Linked DNA regions of Rattus norvegicus: region 2 is linked to region 1. Evidence: chromatin contacts called from public Hi-C data. All regions are on one chromosome and are shown on one strand. Each heading gives the region's core, a stretch centred on a gene start, on an enhancer-like site or on the middle of the called end of the contact. The rest is flanking DNA. Distances are from core to core; before and after follow the strand shown.

The links. Hi-C and Micro-C count contacts between places; a contact is called where the count stands out from the background.
Region 2: a contact with region 1 is called in a Hi-C map of the Rat2 cell line, with 7 times the contacts expected there. The contact joins two enhancer-like sites. A contact is called at or near these places in 2 of 12 Hi-C or Micro-C datasets (the Rat2 cell line and Schwann cells).

Annotation. Positions count from the first base shown.
Region 1 is chr17:69,611,980-69,618,289 of GRCr8, forward strand. No RefSeq gene overlaps it. Among named protein-coding and RNA genes, the nearest start is that of Klf6, 160 kb to the left of the region's middle. Within about 2 kb of position 2,207, at least 29 of the 93 cell types and tissues checked have an H3K27ac peak or open chromatin away from gene starts, as enhancers often do. A contact at or near this core is called in Schwann cells, where this site is marked.
Region 2 is chr17:69,993,436-69,999,745 of GRCr8, forward strand. No RefSeq gene overlaps it. Among named protein-coding and RNA genes, the nearest start is that of Klf6, 540 kb to the left of the region's middle. Within about 2 kb of position 3,131, at least 16 of the 93 cell types and tissues checked have an H3K27ac peak or open chromatin away from gene starts, as enhancers often do. A contact at or near this core is called in Schwann cells, where this site is marked.

The DNA of each region.
Region 1 (6,310 bases), core at 957-3,456:
ACCATCCCTTTGTATCTTTGATCTTGGGCCAGCCAAATTCTCTGTGGTTCCTTGCTCTGGAGTTAGACACAGCGAATATAAATATAGGTACCAGAGTCAAGACACGTGCTTGCAGGCCCGTAGCTTAGGGGAACAAATCACAGACTGCATCCTGCAGGCTACTTCCAGATGCCATGCTCTAGCCTTTGATGTTCTACAGACCTTGCTTCGCTTTTGCTCAACTTTACATTCTTAGAGTTCAGCTTCAAATGGACACCCTCACCATATCAGCACTGAAGCAGGCAGAATTATTTGTGGTTTTAAAATGTTTAGTTGGGAAGCACACTGCCTTAGAAGTAGTCAAATTACTAGTGTTGTCTAATAATGATTTCCAAAAATTTCTTCATTAAGCAAATTGAGGACTATTTATGCATTTGTCTGTCTTTCAGTTTGTCTGCCTATTATCTATCATCTACTTGCCTATCAAACATCTATTATCTACCCTCTCTTTACTCTCTACCAGTCACCTATCTACCAAGCATTTATTCTCTATCTTTTATTATATATCTATTTATCATCATTGTTTCTCATCTATTTACCAATCATTTTATTATGTACCAATCATCTGTCAACTATTATCTACTGATTAATCAATAGATCTATCCTCACATCTATCAACATATATTGATAAATTGATCTATCATTTATCAGTTTTTACTCATCATCAATCAGTGCATTCATATTTATATGTTCATATTGATTTGTATGAAAATGATATAACAAAAGAGCATTTTAAAACAACGTATTTATTTATGATTGGTGTAAGTTTCCTTTTAGTCTCTAACCACTTCTCCAAAGTCTGCCAAAATTAAAAGCCAAGAGGCAAAGAACATAGCTTGGTTGGTAGAGTACTTGCCTAGCATGCATACAGTCCTGAGTTCAAACCCTAGGACTCTAGAAAGCCAAGCATTGTGGCACAGACCTGATTCTAGTAGTTGGAAGAATCAGACATTCAAGGTGATCCTAGACTATCAAGTTCAAAGGGCCATGTAAGACCCCTTTAAAATAATAAAAACAAATCACACAAAACCAACAAAAACCTTAAACAAAGCCAAATCAAGGACCCCTCTCTTAGTGTGCAGACACTTGCAATTTCATAGCATCAGTGTGTGACTAAGGATGTTATATCCTAGCTTCTCATGTTGACTATTCCTTTGACAGATGCCTGCTGAAGCTCTGGAAAATATCAGGCAGAGTGCTAGGAATTGAGAATCAAAAAAAAAAAAAATCTATTCAGGTTCTTGAAGAAGCCACATGATTAGTCAGTTGAGGTAAAATATATGTCTTTCAAATATAATAAGAACTAATTGCCAGTTCTGAGAATACTGAAGGCTGCCTAGGCCACTTTCCAAGAAGCCTGTTATCTGATGAGCATGTTTCTTCTCTGGTCTCTGGTGTCCAGACCACATTCTCTAGGGCTTTTTCTTCACAGACAGTAACAGTCTCCAAGGGATTATCCTGTGTGTATATTTGTGCTTTTCAGTGTCGGCAAAGGCACTCTGTGGCTCTGTGATGTAAACATTTATCTGCAGACCATGTGATTTGCTATCCTCAGAGCCACAACATCGTCATGGCAACAGTTTTGATAGTAGGGTAAATAGACTGATTTATAGACTCTGTCTGAAGTAGCGCACACCAGGAACATGTATCATATTCTAGACCCAGTTGTAGATGAAGTTGACCTAGGTAGTTCCAGGGAGCCAAACATTTGAAACGAGTCCCTGAAAAGCTCGAATCGGCATTGGAGTATACTGATTAGATGCCTTGGATTATGTCTACGGTCTTTCAATCAGGTTAATTTTCTCATCGACTGGCACAATTCTATTTCTCTGCCTGGTGTGGCTAAGATGTAGAAGGGAGGGTTTGGGGATTTAGCTCAGTGGTAGAGCGCTTGCCTAGCAAGCACAAGGCCCTGGGTTCGGTCCCCAGCTCTGAAAAAAAAGAAAAAAAAATGTAGAAGGTAGCATACATTTTTGGCCACCAGATGTAACTGCCCCTGACTTGAGCAGTTAACAATAGCTCAAACCTCCTTTGAAAAGAGCAAACAAAACAAGCTTAGGAAAACCCTTTCTTGCCTGAAGAGCACGTGTTCCAGAACGCGAGCTGTGGCAGACAAGCTACATTCTTCTGCAGTTGACATTCTTTCCCCACTGACTTATTTTTACTTTCTGTTTGAGTTGGCTTGCTTTTAATTTTTCCCTAAACTGGTCTCTCAGTGCTTCCTCCCTGGTAGGGTTTCCAGAGTGAAAGTCCTTTCTGCCCACTCTTCCGTAGAACTCAATGCGGACTCTTGTCCAGAGTCACTTGACGTCAAGGCTGACTTTTAAGTTTGCCAGAAAGACGTTCTTTAGGGAACAGTTGACACCATCACTTTCTCTCTTTAGAATACAGCCACAGGCTGCCGATGTTTACAGTTTACAAACTGCGTTTCTAAACAATTTAATAAGAGGGGAGACAAGGGGAGGCTTTGAACACTGACAACTATTTTAAAAGACCTATAACATCAACATGTGTTAATTCATGACTCGCTCCCCCTCCTTCTCTCCTCGAGTTTTAAAATGCTTTAAACACCATTGTTTTCAGAACACATCATTTGTTCCTATCCTCCCGAGATCATTCTATATTCTTTTCTTTGAGTGCTTGATTGAGGTGCCTTCTAGATCTTAATAAAAATCTACTGGAAAGCTTGCATTTTGCTTATTTATAATCTTGAGTCTGTAGAAATTTCTAAATGTTTGTAGTCATTTAACAATAACTTTCTTGGCTCTGCTCTCTGATATAAAAAATGATTCTTGAAACATTCTCTCTTGCCTTTCTATTTAATCCATCCCATGCCACCTTCCCCCCCCCCTTCATTTTTTTTAACAGCCTGTCACTGCGTATTTGTTTACCAAATGTTACTTTTCTTGGATCAAATCTATTTTTGAGGCATGCAAAAGCCAGCAACTGTTTGATGCTGTCAGGCCTCGGTCTTATTTATGCATGAATAACATAAATAGCTGGAAAATGACCCTAGCCTGTTTTTCTCAGATTCAGAAAGAAAAAAGTGCTTCCGGGCAATGTTTATGCCAAACTCCTCCTGCCCAACTTCCCAGGTTTGGTGCCAACTGGTGTTTGCAGCCAAGTTGTAAACCTTTGGTAAACATGACCCGTAAGGAAAAGGCCAAGACAACCTGAGCTGGGGCACCAGGGGATGGGAGTAAGTTTACTCTACGAACAAAATTCTAACAGGAACAGAAGGGGAAAATCAGCCAACTATGAAGTGCTCTCTCCACCCTCTGTAACATGGAGGAAACACAAATGATGGGTTTGACTGCTAACATCCCATTAACCCCACTTAGGCATCTTATTGGTTTCCTTTGCACTGCTTCAGAGAAGCCCAGTGCTAAATTTAAAGGACCAGCTTTTGTGTGGCCCAGTGGTTTGTTGTTTGTTTGTTTGTTTTTGTTTCTGAATGGAAACTCTAAGGAGGAGAGGAGAGAAGAGCCTTCACATTTCAGATCCCATGGTCTGGGTATAAGTACTGGCCAGAGAGCTTATGAAAGAATCAATAGGCTCTCTTAAAATAAATTCAAAGATACCCATCCATGCCTACATTTTCTTTGAGTATGCTGTGCTCTGCTGCATGTTGTTTATAAATCCCAAAGGAGAATATTTCTTTATTATTATTATTATTAGCTATTATCATTACTATTCTCTCATATATTTCATCCTGATTCAAGTTTCCCCTCCCTCCTCTCCTTCCAATCTTCCTTTCCTTCCCCTCTTTCAGATCTACTTCTCCATTTCCCTTTAGAAGAGGGCACCCCTCCCAGGAATTTCAACCAAAATGATGACATATTCAGTTGCTATAAGGTGAGGCACCATTTTCCTTGTTAGGATTCTATTTATTCTCTGTGTGTGTGTGTGTGTGTGTGTGTGTGTGTGTGTGTGTACACATGTGTGTGTGTGTAGTGTGTGGTGTGTATGTGTATATATGTGTGTATGTGTGTCTGTGTGTACATGTGTTTATGGGTGAGAGTGCCATGTGTATGTGTGTGTATATATATATATATATATGTGTGTGTGTGTGTGTGTGTGTGTGTGTACACATGTGTGTGTGTGTGTAGTGTGTGGTGTGTATGTGTATATATGTGTGTATGTGTGTGTGGTATGTGTGTCTGTGTGTACATGTGTTTATGGGTGAGAGTGCCATGTGTATGTGTGTATATATATATGTATATATATATATATATATATATAGGTGTGTGTGTGCGTGTGTGTGTGTGTGTGTGTGTGTGTGTGTGCGTGTGTGTTTGGATGTTTGCACACATTTGTGCCAGTACATTTGCCCATGTAAGCATGTGGAGATTAGGTGTGTAGAAGGCTGTGTTCCCTCATCATGTTCCCCTTACTCTTTGGAGACAGATCTTTCACTGGACCTGGAAGCAGACGTTCCTAGTGCAGCAGCCACTGTGCTTGAGTTTTTATGTGAATTCTGGATATCTAATTCCGGTCTTCATGCTTGAGGGAAGTACTCTACTCACTGATTGCTTCATTGCCTCGGAACCTTGTTTATGATTCTGTATAAGTAGTTTTTCCCTTGGAGTGAGGCCCAGGCTTCTAATCAGCCTCCAGGATTGAGCAGGGACATCGACTTCTCTTTGTAAAGTCTTCATCTCTAAATCCTTCCTGGGTTTTAAGTCCTGAGACCTGGTTCATAGCTCCTGAGTTGGTGGCTCTGGTCCTGTTTACAATAACCTGGTCCTGTATTCAAAGCCTGTTTTGGAGGCCTGGTCCTGTGTCCTAGTCCAGTGACCTGGCTGGTTCTCAACCCTGGTTCTGTGCCTGGCCGTGCATCAGCTCCTGTTCCTGGCCTCTCGTCTTGGCCTAGCTGGTGCTGGCCCTATATCTTAGTCTAGACCCTGGCCATGTGTTCTGGTCCTATCCTTGGAGCTGTATTCTGGTTCAGCTCCTTGTCTTGTGTCCCATTCTTGCTTCTGGTTTGTGTCTTGGTGCAGATGCTGGCCTTGTGTTCTGGTCATACTTTTGACCCAGTGTCCTGTTTCTGTCCCTGTTTTGGGGTGCTGTTCTTGGGTTCTAGTTCCTGGTCCTGGGTCCCAGATACCAGATAGTGTGCAACTCGATGTTGCCTCCAGCCTTATATGTCAAGAGGCACGGGCTCACTCTTCTGCTCTTTCCAGCGGCTGATCAGGGCTTCGTGGGCTGCCTCTCCTCACATACCGTGAGCAAGCTATTGCCTCTACTTTAGGCTCCACCAACCACCAAGATTAAGGCTTCTCCTCCTCGCAGCTTCATCTGGACTCACAGTTCTTACCATAGGGTCATGTCTCTAGGCTTCAGTTAATCTCCATAGAAAAAAAATCCTGGCCATTTTATTCTTTGCCACCTGGGGATTTTCACACTGGAAAAAACAGGATCAGCTTTTGCCTTTCAATTTCAACTATTCAGCCATCACATTCATTGAAAGATGCCTGCTGTCCAGTGCGGTGACCCTTCTTGTTCAAATTGGAGCCTTACTCATAATCGGCAGAATGGACTCCAGGCGTCCTGTGTGAGAATGTGGGAGCAGTCTACTTTGTTGTTAAATATGGCACAGTGTAAGGAAAATGAAACAGAAAGGGTCTGATATTTGGAAGCTCAACTGCCCTTCCTTGCACAGAGTCATGGAAATAACTGCCTTGCCCTTGAGTGCTAACAGTGAAGGGACCAAGAGAGCTGTGAGAGGCATGGCACTGCTTATTCTGCCCAGACTGATAGACAGTCTTCCTGTTTGAATGCTTGGGGTTTACATAATATAGGGACAGATTATAGGATACTTTCCCAGCAGTTCTGTAATAAAGACGAAATAGAACTGGGCATTAGCAAGGTGGCAACCCAGCAGACAAATGTTGTGAGAATGCCCAGATACCAGAACAGCTGTCGTTACGGAAAGTGTGCAGTGCCCAGCACTCACTGCTGGGAATTCCAATTTCCTCATCTGCACAATGAGGGAATCTTTGAGACAGCTTGTACGTCCATGCTGGCTCTGACCTGCTGTGGGATTAGTGAAGTATTTCAACCCTAGAAATCATTTCATAGGCATTCCACAGCATGGAGTGGTCACTGGAGAGCAGATAACCTCACATGTAAAAAGAAAAGTATTCAATTTCCATTTATGCTGGTCCTTGTTTGTTTGTTTGTTTATTTGATCAGTATCCTCTGACTGGAGAAATGGTGTAGTTGCTAAAGGCTAGGCTCATAACAGAAACTATAAAAATCAATATTTTCA
Region 2 (6,310 bases), core at 1,881-4,380, 380 kb after region 1:
CCCCACTAATATTCTACATTCTTGTTTCATTACCAAATATCAGATATGCATTTTCCTTTCAGCTTTATGCAAATAGGCTAGAAAATGAATCCCGAGAGTAAGGACTCATTGCTCTGCAAATTGACAGAAAACGGCTATTATTGCCAATGTAAATTAAGTCTCATACTTTCATATTGTTTAGTGTTGTTCTCACAGGCAGTTTTACATCATGATTGCCAAATTAGCTCTTGTAAATTATGTTACCGATAATAAGATTAGATACTCATAAAAATATTACATTATCCCAAATATAAAAATTCAACTACAGATTCAAAAATTGGCTGAATTCTAATAGGAGAATTGAAAAAGTACAGCTTATTTGATTCTCTGAATTATCTGAAATAGTAGGTTTTCTTGAGAGATATTTTAATAGATTAATAGATAGATTAATAGAATCAATTTATGATTAAAACGCTTCGTTATGTATAATGTGCCTAGAGTCCCCATGTCTTAATTGAGAAAAGGATATTCACAGAGTCCTTAATAGTCACATATTTTCATAAAAAGTTTGCCTTTAATCCACAGCATTTTATATATTATGATATGAATATTATAAGAATATAAAATTAATTTTTATAGGAGACCTCAAACTATGGACAGTTTATAATATTCTAGATAAATTGGTTTGAGACAAATAGATAATCTTTCCCTTTGTGTAATTATATGGTGTATAAGGACACATGTACAGATAATAAAATGTTTCAGTCTAAATGGTCTTTAATTTGTAGCTCATTATTTGAAATTCCTTTGAAATGCATTTAGACAATGATTACTGAGTCCCGTGAAGACCTATTAAAATGTGATGGCCTTAATGATCAGATTTTAGCCAAGTCAGACCAGCTTTGTCATTTGTCTAGGAATATTTTGCACACACCACTCCTTATAACTTGTGACTATTATATTACCTTTTGCATTCCAACATAGACTATGACTATAAACAAAAATTTTCCATGCTTCAACAAAATGTATCTTATAGCTTGGTAAGATTCAGATTACAATTAATGTTTCATATTATTTTCAGTAGCTCCTACCACGAAATAACATGGGGATTTTTTTCCTTTAGTATTGAAGATATTATAGTAGAGTTTCTTAGTAGCTAAAGAATAAGTGACTTAATGATAATACATCATTTTCACATAAGAATTTAGAAAGGTATTCTTTAAAAAACTGTGTTTATTTGTTCTTAAACTAGTATCTTAGAATCCATACTTTGTGATTATTATTGTCTATGATGTTTTTGTCACTGTCCTTAAAATTATTAACATTTGGACTGAGGAGGTCAGTCAAAAGGTAAGAGAATTTGCTTGGCATGATCACCAGTGTCCAAGTCCTCAGAATCCTTATGAAAGCCATGGTTGTGCCTGTAACACCAGCACTGAGGAGTGGAGAGACATAGATACCAAAAACTCTCTTCTCCAACAGCCCAGTGAAAATAGTGAGCTTGACGTTTATGAAGAGATTATGCCTCACATCGTAAGAAAAAGAGCTATTTGGTAAGATGTCAGACTTCATGCTCTGGCTACTTCATGTTAATATACTGGTCCATGAAGCCACTCAGTCATATCATACCACACACACACACACACACCAGATTTATTAATTCAATCTTCAGCTTCCTATAAAATTGTTGGATGTCTTGCTTACAAATCATTACAGAATCATAAATTTTGCCACAAGATTCAAGAAAGGAGAGGATGGTCCATTATCATTTTAACATACTCATTTAGTCATGGTAAAACTTTCACACAGGTTGGTGAATGGGCAATTAGTTGTGCTTGATATGTGCATGTTAGGCCCATCCCCACCACCAATGCAAAGATACAAGTCTGTAACTCCACTCCTTAGAGAGTTCACTGGTCAAGCTAGCCTAGACCAGAGGATAAACTCCAGTTTCAGTAAGAAACTCTATTTCAAAAAGGGCAGCGTCTAATGAGAAAGGAAAGTAAGCAAAGGGTGCATGTGAGTGCACCGCCCAAATGTGCGCGCACGCGTGCGCGCACACACACACACACACACACACACACACACACACACACACACACACACACATGCATGCACATATACATACCCAATTCCTGAAGAACTCTGTACAATTATGTAAGTCATTGTCTTAGAGTTTTACTACTGTAAACAGGCACCATGACCAAGGCAAGTCTTACAAGGACAATATTTAATTGGGGCTGGTTTACAGGTTTGGAGGTTTAGTCCATTATCATCAAGACAGGAGCATGGCAGTGTCTAGGCAGGCACGGTGTAGGAGGAATTGAGAGTTCTACATCTTTATCTACAGGCCAGTAGGAGACGACTGACTCCCACATAGTCAGGAGAAGGGTTATAAAGTCCATGCCCAAAGTGACGTACCTCCTCCCACAAGGCCACACCTCCCAATAGTGCCCCCTGCCTCGGGCCAAGCATATTCAAACTACCACAGTCATTTTGCTGGAAGCAGATCTAAGTTACTGAGTCACATTTTAAAAATCAAAGCTCTGCAAACACACACACACACATGATAGTCTAAACATGTGTCTTCTTACAAGGTACATTTGGAGGCCAAAAACAGACTTTCATAATGGTAAGATCAGATATATTTTTTGGACCAAAATGTATTCTGAAAATTTTCTGTTGGTTATGAAAACAACCTGTTATAGAGAAGCAAAAACAGGAGGAACAACTGCCTTGATATTTTAAAGGTGAACTTACGATAGCCACAACCTGGAGCACGAGGACAAAAATGTCTTTAATTTGATCATTCTTTGCCTGCAAAATGCCACAGACATTATTATTTTCTTGAAAGCGCCGGAAACATGTCCTGATGCTTTAAAGCCTCTCATTCTTCTTAGTACACTGAGGTATTTCTAGTTCCTTCTTTCCTATTCCCAGCTTCACCCGTGTCATTAAAGTATACTGTCTGCTTTAGTCCGGGAGGCATTTATGGCCTCCACTGTCTTCTGAACTCTGGCAGAGATAATGCATCTGGGTTTCCTTAGTGATATTCTGAACACATTTTTGCTCTCTTCCACCCAGAGCACATACTTCTGGTGGAATTCCTGTTGTGTGGGAGGCCAGCTAAGCTGCATTCACACACTGGCACTCCCAGATGTGGTCTCCCTGGATTTGTTCCAGTCCCTCTGTCTCAGCAGCCAGACATGTGTTGCTGAAGTCTTTTCTTCAGCATCTGAGCTCGACAACCACAGGAGTCTTTGTGCTGTTTATTTATCTGATAGCTGTTGAGCCTCTGTCTCTCTCTGACTCGCTGTCTCTCTGTCTCTCTGTCTCTGTCTCTCTCTGTCTCTGTGTGTGTGTGTGTGTCTTTCCTTCTTTTATATGCTTGTGATTCCTTCTTTTCTATTAAAATTGTAAAACAGTTTGTTTCCACGGCAAAAAGTTAGACTTTTAATGGGAGCCAGGAGATGAGATACTGTGTTTGCCTGTTTGTTTTAACTACAGGAAGGTCACTACAACTGTGACTGCAAGCAGACACCTGCACCATCTGTTTTTGTCAACAAGCCTTTCAAAAGAACACAATATACAGTCATTTCCCACCAGGATGTGTTCTTCCAGACCTATGAAGAACTTTGGCTCACCTGAAACATGACTATTTTTTGAAAAAAATTTTTTTTTGCTATATTAAATGGTAGTAAGAATTGGGTGTTTGTGAGGAAAAAAGAAATCATGTCTGAAGTTAAAAGCTTGAATCCTACCCCCCTTTGTCTCTCTGTCTCTCTGTCTTCCTGTCTCCTCCCAAACCTTCCTCTCTCTTGGTCCTTTGGTGATGATTGGGGAAATGAGACGACAGAGTTGGAGAGCAGTCGCAGCCACCCAGCCTTCACTGTTCAGACTGATTTGAATACTTGAGGTAGATACAAGATGATTGACATATAATACTACCAATGGTGGTGTGTATACAATTGAGGGAAAGGCATCATTCATAGGAAGTGATCACAATTCTTTGTCAACTGATCCCCATCACTAGGGAAATACCCAGTGAGTGAAATTCGAGGGCCTTCAGAGTCCAGTCAGGCATCACAGCTCTCTATTTGCTGTTATTTATTCTGTGATGTACACAAAAGCCAAACAATGTATGCATCAGATATTTTTGTTCACATGTGAGAACAGACAGTGTCTTTATCATTTAAATAAGGGAAACTGAGACTACAGACAGCTCGGCAAGAAAAGGAAATATCCTATCTGGCCTCCTGAAAGTTCAATGATTTCATTAACACCTCCCCCCAACCCCCTGCGTCATAGTTATTTGTTTAAAACAGGAAACAGGCTTTTAATGTTAGGGATAGGATTGTGAGACCAGAAAACATCACAATGTGGATGAGGGCTGAGTGTGACAGAGAGTCATAGTCTCAATTCTTGACTTTCGCTTTCCATCCTAAGAACAATCTTAAACTTTGGCTTTTATCCAGAGGATCTCCCTGATCTCAGAAGAGCAAATATTCTACTGGTTTAATTTTCTCAGAGGAAATGGTTTTCCTCAGTCTTGACATCCCTAAAGGGGAGCCCATCATGGATAGATTTTCTATGTTAATGAGTTATTTTCTTTTACCTTTCTAAGTCATCTTCATAAACATTGCTTAGTTTGAAAAGGTGAGATTTTGTTTACTGTAGAAAAATACATTTTTTAGAGTATTCTTTTTCTTTTAATGTGAGACAAAAAAGAGAAGAAGGAAAACCCATAGCTTGTTTAGTGCAGAACAGAATGTTAGGTTAACTGCCTGAATCAGAACTTTCCCATACTGACTTAGGAATGAAGGCTTGTCCTGATTAGTAATCTTCACCAAGTTCGAAGGGTTAGAGGTGACTCAGGCTCCACGAATGTGTTCTGGTCTTATTTAAAGAAAGGCCCCTGAGTCATGTGGAGTTGTGTCAAAATGTGTGGTATGTCATGTTATTTTAAAAAGACAGCGTGGAGAGAGGAAATTGAACTATCTTCTTTTTTTTTTCAGGGAACTTTGCCCTTTTGCAGAAGTCATTTCCCACACATCTCCCTTTCTCTGCAGTGAGGCTGTGGTGTATTTTTATCATAGATATATCCCTAATGACTTCTCATGTCAAGCTTGCAAAGTGAACTATTTTTCATTAATATTTATCCTCAGATGCTGTTAAATGCATTGCTTAGAGATGAATACATTTACCATCGATCTCCTATCATTTGGAAGGCTCATCCATCTGAAAAGATGGCTAAACACATATATTTGTTATTTTTAACAATAGAAAAATTCACAAACAGAAATGAGCTTCATTTGTCTTAGCTAAGAAAATTTGAAAGTGTCAATCTTGTTTGTATTCTGGATTTTAAAGTGCATGTAAAAATTTTTTAGAAATGTTAAAAAAATGAAATTAAAAAGTATAAAGACCCAAAGGGCTGCCAGGGGAAGAAAAGGCAGCTTTCTTTAGAGCTGTGATTTGTGATACATTGACCATATTTCTGTGCATGCCCTTACATTCATGTGCAGGTAGAAAGCAAATTCAGTGGGTTGATTATTTATATATTGAAAAATCATAACAAGAAAATGAAATTGTGAGGATGTATGTGTGGATCCAGGCCTCCAACAGGAGAAGTATCAGAAGAAATGATTCCACTTGCATAAAATTCTCAAAGGGTAAATTAAAATATTACATAAAAATAAATATGTAAATTTTAAAAATGTTAAAAGCATTTTGATGGGAAAATTACACTTAGTTAAGATGGACTGTATCATTAGGGTTCATGATCAAGTATGAAATATTGAGTAAGGACTTGTCCAGCTCCATGAGTTGTTCTGTTATTATAAATCCACTTTTGCTTCTGAGTGTCTTTCTCTATACAACAGGACTAGTATATGTTTCTACTTCTGTTTGGGTAAGTTGCCTCTGGGTCTATGACTCAGTTCAATCAACCAAACAACCAATTAGAGCCATCCCCATCCCCAAAGCTAAAACACTGACTCAGGAATCCCTATCCCTATGTCCAGGTTGACTTGCTCCAACTTTACCAACTTGTTCCAACAATACCCTAAAGATATGCCGCCATTTTTATCCCTATTTTTTGCTGATGAAAACTGGCCAGACATGCAGCTGCTTGGGTGTGGATCCACAGTCTAACACAGTTGGCAATTGAGTCTAACTACAGATTTCAATGGCAATAAAATAATTGTAGGGCTAGCAGGAATCTTGATTGGACTCCCATTGGTGGGAGTTGCTTGTCACAGAGTGGTACTGAAGTCCTGGGACAGAACAGGCTGTGCCTCCATTGGGCTGCAAAGGAAAGGCTTTAAGAAGG